Linked DNA regions of Hordeum vulgare: region 2 is linked to region 1. The links are chromatin contacts, called in public Hi-C maps. All regions are on one chromosome and are shown on one strand. Each heading gives the region's core, a stretch centred on a gene start, on an enhancer-like site or on the middle of the called end of the contact. The rest is flanking DNA. Distances are from core to core; before and after follow the strand shown. Region 1 holds the start of LOC123441170. Region 2 holds the start of LOC123441212 (probable inactive receptor-like protein kinase At3g56050).

Evidence for each region. A called contact is a pair of places that touch in the nucleus more often than the background predicts.
Region 2: a Hi-C map of leaf shows a contact between it and region 1, with 3 times the contacts expected there. The contact joins the promoter of LOC123441212 here to the promoter of LOC123441170 in region 1. A contact is called at or near these places in 2 of 6 Hi-C or Micro-C datasets (leaf and seedling).

The regions. Positions count from the first base shown.
Region 1 is chr1H:411,243,524-411,246,223 of MorexV3_pseudomolecules_assembly, forward strand. It overlaps LOC123441170, which reads right to left and starts at 1,387. Exons shown (of 4, transcript XM_045117677.1): 1 at 1,261-1,387.
Region 2 is chr1H:411,404,032-411,406,731 of MorexV3_pseudomolecules_assembly, forward strand. It overlaps LOC123441212 (probable inactive receptor-like protein kinase At3g56050), which reads right to left and starts at 1,396. Exons shown (of 6, transcript XM_045117708.1): 1 at 1,071-1,396; 2 at 845-887; 3 at 1-457. The coding sequence starts at 1,167.

The DNA.
Region 1 (2,700 bases), core at 137-2,636:
CAAAATTGCAGCAGTGACTATTTTGTTTATGCATAGCATCCATAAGGCCATAATAACCCAAAACAGCAATATAATATCCTAGTTCTAAGTATACTATTTGGATGGAAATTTCATCAAAAGAACAAAAACTAACAGAAAAATACCGCCAAAAGGGGGTTGGCATTTACAAATCAAACAAGAGATGACATATCTACCTATTTCGCTATTTCTTTACCATCACCTCGAGCTCAGCCAAAAGAATATGTAACATAAGCAAAGCAAATGGCAGAACAAAGGCCTCCCATCAGCCATTCTACCGAGCAAAGCTACAAAGATATCCATATACTAAGGGCCTGTTCGGATCTCCTCCGGCTCGACATTCCGCCAACTCCGCGAAGCATAGGCCTCCTGCAGTGCAAGTCGGTGAAGCAGCGGAACCTCAGCTTCGTGAAGCCGAACTCGTGGAGTTCGTTGAATGCCCTCACGACGTGGAGGGTGCCGCTTCGACTAGCTTCTCCTTCCTCAGGCCTCGTTTGGCACAAGGGGGGTGGAGGGGTTGAGAGGGGATTACCCCCGCGGGGACAGAAAACCCCAAAAATCTCCATGAGTTCATTTGGTACACAGGGTTTGCGATGGACAAACCCCTCCGAACCACCAAAATCCCCACCCCCTTGGGGGCTTGAAAACCACTTGTGCCAAACAAGGCCTAGTGACTCGCTATCTCCCCTTGTTGTCGTGCTAACCTCGTAGCCGGGAGACACTCAGACGGCGCAGGAGCAAACTAGGAGGGGTGTGGAGGTAGACTGGGTTCGCGGCGCTCGACACAGACCGCGAGTGGCTGTGAGGCGGCCAGAAGGGACGGCAGCGACGAGCTACCGCGGCGGCGGCGAGTGCGCTAGGCACGGGGACGGCACAGGGCACGAGAGCGCACGGGAGGAGAGGCTAAAGAACCGGCGGCTCACACTGAACACTATAGGGTGCTCTGGGAGGCCAGGGGAGGTCGAGGGTGTCGACTTCGACGACGGAATCGGGGGGCGGGGCGTCGAATCGCGGGGAGGGCGGGTCGGGGATGATTGGCTCGATGTGGGCAACGGGAGAGGCTTCAGAATCACCGCAGGAAGCTAAGGAAGCACATGGAAAAGGCCGGCCTCGTCGGAGCGATAGATCGCGTGGCGGCGGGCCCGTACCGGAGGCGAGGAAGACGGAAGGGGCAACGGCGATTTAGGTCACCACGGGCCGATTTCTCACGGGGGAGGCGAAGCTAAGAGCACGCACGCTTACCAAGCAGAGCAGTGGAATCCGGATCGAACCCCCCAATCAGGGACGTAGGAGGCGGGGAGGCCGGAGGAGAGGAACGAGGAAGACGAGCGAGTTCTGGAGAACGAGGAAGATGAGCTTGACACTCGCTATCATTTGCGGGGAGCGGCTATGTATCGCCATGATGCGAGACAACTGAGGTTTCGCCTCAAGGCGCCCTCCCGTCGCTATTATTGGGCCGGCCCAGCAGGTTTGTTCGTTTTTTTTCTCTTGTTCATATTTTCGAAAGAAATATTCTAAATACCTAGTATATTCTAAAAACTTTAAATAACTTTTAGAAAAAATAGAAAATTGTGAACTTGAATTTTCTTCAACGCAGTGTAATTTTTTTACATAATATTTTATAGAAAAAATGATAGCATTAAAAAAAAGTTCATATCCAGTTAAAAAATGTTCACGCATTTAAAAAATAAGTATACACCATTTTAAAAATGTAACTTAAAATAATAATACGGGTTATCATATCTGTTGCATCATGATCTGGCATCTTTTGCCCTGATATAGATTGATCAACATGCCATAGCGTGTCTTGTGCATATACCCTAGAATTAGTATCGTGTCCCTTCAGCTTAAATTGAAAATCAATAAATTCTTGTAGTCATTTTTTGTTTGCAGAACAACTAGGCTTTATTAAGGGAGACGCTGCGCTTGCACCGACGGATATGTAAGAAATATCCACCACCGGTATAGCCGTCCGATATAAGCGTTGTCGTCCGTCCGGTTCGATATCTTCCGACCAAATAGAACCTGAAATTGCTGCTATCAGTTTCAGAAACTGATAGGCTGTTGCAGTTCCGACAGACTGTGCGCCCACCGCGGCGCCGCCCGCAGCCACCGCCTCCAACCACCGCGCCGCCGCCCCGGTAGCAACTGCTCCAACCACCGCGGCGCTGCCCGCAAACCACCGCGGCCCCCGACAAACCTACGCCGCCCGCAACCTCACGACGCCGGCATGCCTGAACTCCATGGCGCACCACATCGCGCGCCAGATGGTCAGATCGGACGCCAACCTAGCTGACCGAGCCCGGCCATCTTTCTCAGCTCCAAGCGCCTTCGGGAAGCTTCCGCCGCGAGCTGGATCTTCAAGTTGGTTCACAAATCCTTCGGTGGTGTTTCCTGAACCCACATCGAGGAGATCCCGTCAACAAAATTCGGTGAGACCTCCTGTTTCTGAAACTGTAGCTCTGATCCAAAGTGAAAGAATGAACACCTGTGTGTTTCTCAACCTGTTCCTGAACCTGCCTAGTTTCTGAACCTGTTCCTGAATTTTTTTACTAGTGAAAGAATGAACCTGTTTCTGAACTTAGTTGCAGAAACAATTGCCTAGTTTCTGAAATTAGTTGGAATAACAGAACAATGAACCTGTTCCTCTCAAAAACAGAGCAAAATGAGCCTCTATAGCTT
Region 2 (2,700 bases), core at 146-2,645, 160 kb after region 1:
GCCGGTCGCCCACGGCCTGACGGTGACCACCTTGCTGGACCGGTAGCACAGGACCAACAGTGCCGCCGACATTGCCACAAGGAGGGAAGCTCCTGCTCCGGCGATGACATACATACGCCGCCTTGCAGGATCATGGCCCGCCGCCTCGCTCGACGCTTCTCCGACCGCCGCAGCGCCGTGGGTCACCACTGTCGCTGGCGCCGGTGGCACCGTGATGCTGTGCGCGGGCTCGTCGGCGTGCCGAGGCGGCACCGCCAGAGGCTTGGCGACAGCCGGCGCCGGCGCGGGAGCGCTTGACGGGGAGACAGCACCCTGCAACGGCGGTGAACTTGTTGTCGGCGTCGTTATCGGTGCCCATGGCCAGGGTGGCCACTGCGGGAACGCCGTCGACTGCTTGGACCTGTACCTGTTCGGTCGTGGTAGAGCTTCTCGGATGTGTACCGCTTGGTTTACCCGCCTGACAATGATTGGAGTCGGCAGATGAGAGTGAGCACAAGAGGCGAGGAACAATTGGACAAGGGACATGCACCAACCGGGGTTGCTCGGTGGTTCAGCTGTCCATCTCTGACAGCCGACACCCCATTCCCACCTCTCTATGCAACGCAATCTAAGAAGATGGCCGCGAAGAATGTTTTTGCAGTATTTTATGTGCTTTTTTTATCGGTTTCCTTGCAAATTTAAAAATGAAGAGTGGAATGTCACGATGACGAAACATGCAGACGAAGAAGTTTCCAAGCTACTCCACCTAATCGAAGAAAGGTTACACCCTATTCTCTCATAGTGACACTGAAATTCAGAGCATTCCTGAAACTGAACATGAAAAGTATGGTGAGAGAGATCTTACCGATCTGCGGGCCGTGCATCTTCCTCCCGGTGGTTCGCCCTTCCTACAGTGAGAGAGTTCGTACTTGTCATCACTATACATCTCAACTTGAAAGAAACGAAAACAAGCAAGTGGCAAAATTCAACTGAAAGAAAGGAAGGAGCTTGCTCTTATGACATGAACACACACAGGAATCAAATATCAGCAACGGTTATTCAGCGGCAGCAGCAGAGGTACAGTGACATACCTTGCTGAGCGTCGGAGCTGCAGGAGCCAAGGCTGAAACCGAAGGAGACGAGCAGCAGCAGCAGAAGCGCAGCCGTCGGGCAGCACAGTCTCCCCATGGACGGGCACGGACGGAGTAACGGAACGGGGAGAGAGGCCTGGGCTGGTTAAGCGTGCGTGCACAACAATATAGTGGAGCGATGGCGCGAGGGAGGGAGGAGAGGGCGAAGGGTCGGGGTCAAGAGGCAGATAACCGAGCAAGGAGCAGGAGGATTAATGGGTGGCCACCTGGAAGGAGAGGAGGGAGGGGGTCGCGTTGATGGCTTTGTTGTTTTGTTGGAGGCGTGACCACGGAATGCCACGCCGCCCACGGCGCGCCCCGATATAATCCTGCTTGCTTGGCCCTCTTCGGATGGATTAGAGCAAGTGCAACAGTATAGCCAGCTAGTGGCTATAAGCCATTGTCATGTCATTTACAATCTATTTATAGTCAATATATACAATAGTTCATTGCAAAAATGTACTACTTCTTTATTATATGGTCCATCTTTCATACTTACAAAATGCCTAGGAGCACGTGCTACAGCGTTTACCTTCCCTCTCCTCTTCTCTTTTCTCTAACTAAACAAAAATATATTAGTTTATTCCTTATAGCCAGCTGACTTAGCTCTATTGTACTTGCTCTTAGAGCGGTATGACCTACGACGAGCGTGCCCGCTCTCGGTCTCGGAGTCCAGTCTACCGCATTGGACAGCTCCAGGCAGAGGTGGAGGACGAAAAAAAATTAAGGTGTGGCGAAGTCTTAAGGAAATAATTCTTTTAGTGCAAATCGAAAGAGTCAATACACATTACAAATAAAAACCAAATACAATAAAAATGTAAACATGTTTGAATAAAAAACAACTTAAAACATACCGATAATGAAGCTTTCAATGACGTCTAGAAGACCCAGGTAATATAAATGCCCTACCCTCATTCTGAAAATCTTACTTAATTTTATCAAGTTCAATACTTTTGAAGATCTCTCGCTCAATACTCTCTCTGTCACGGTTTAGAGGGCACGCTTGAAAAATCACTGGGATCAAGGTAGTCACCGATTGGTTGTGAGATGTAGCAGGTGTAGATGCTAATGCGCCTAATCAACTGAGAAAATACTAGTACTAATGCTTGAGCAGCAAATTGGGATGAAACATGCATGAGTAGTACCAGTACTAATTAATAAGAATAATTGCTTTCGCACCTTAAACCTTGTTTATTTTAAAAACGCACGCAAGTTTAACCGTGTCTTCTGAACCGTGACAGAGAAAATATAACAAACCATCAAGTCATTAAGTCATCCAGCGATGTGGTGGGCACGGGGCAGGTACGCACCAAGTATCCAGGCTCGCCTCTTTTGGTTGTGTTAATTGAGACATTGAGTCATTAGTTATTAGCATTACCAGTATTAATTTTTTTTGCTCCAAATCAAGGTATGGCAAGTGCCATACCTTGCCCACCGGGGAGCTCCGCCACTGGCTCCAGGTGAAAACAAAAGCTAAACGCGTCGTCTGTCGCGGCGGGGATGCTCTGATCTGGGCGTTCGGGCTCACACGCTCGATCTTAGACTACCCACAATAAAAATAACATAGGTAATAACATAAGTACCACTTAAG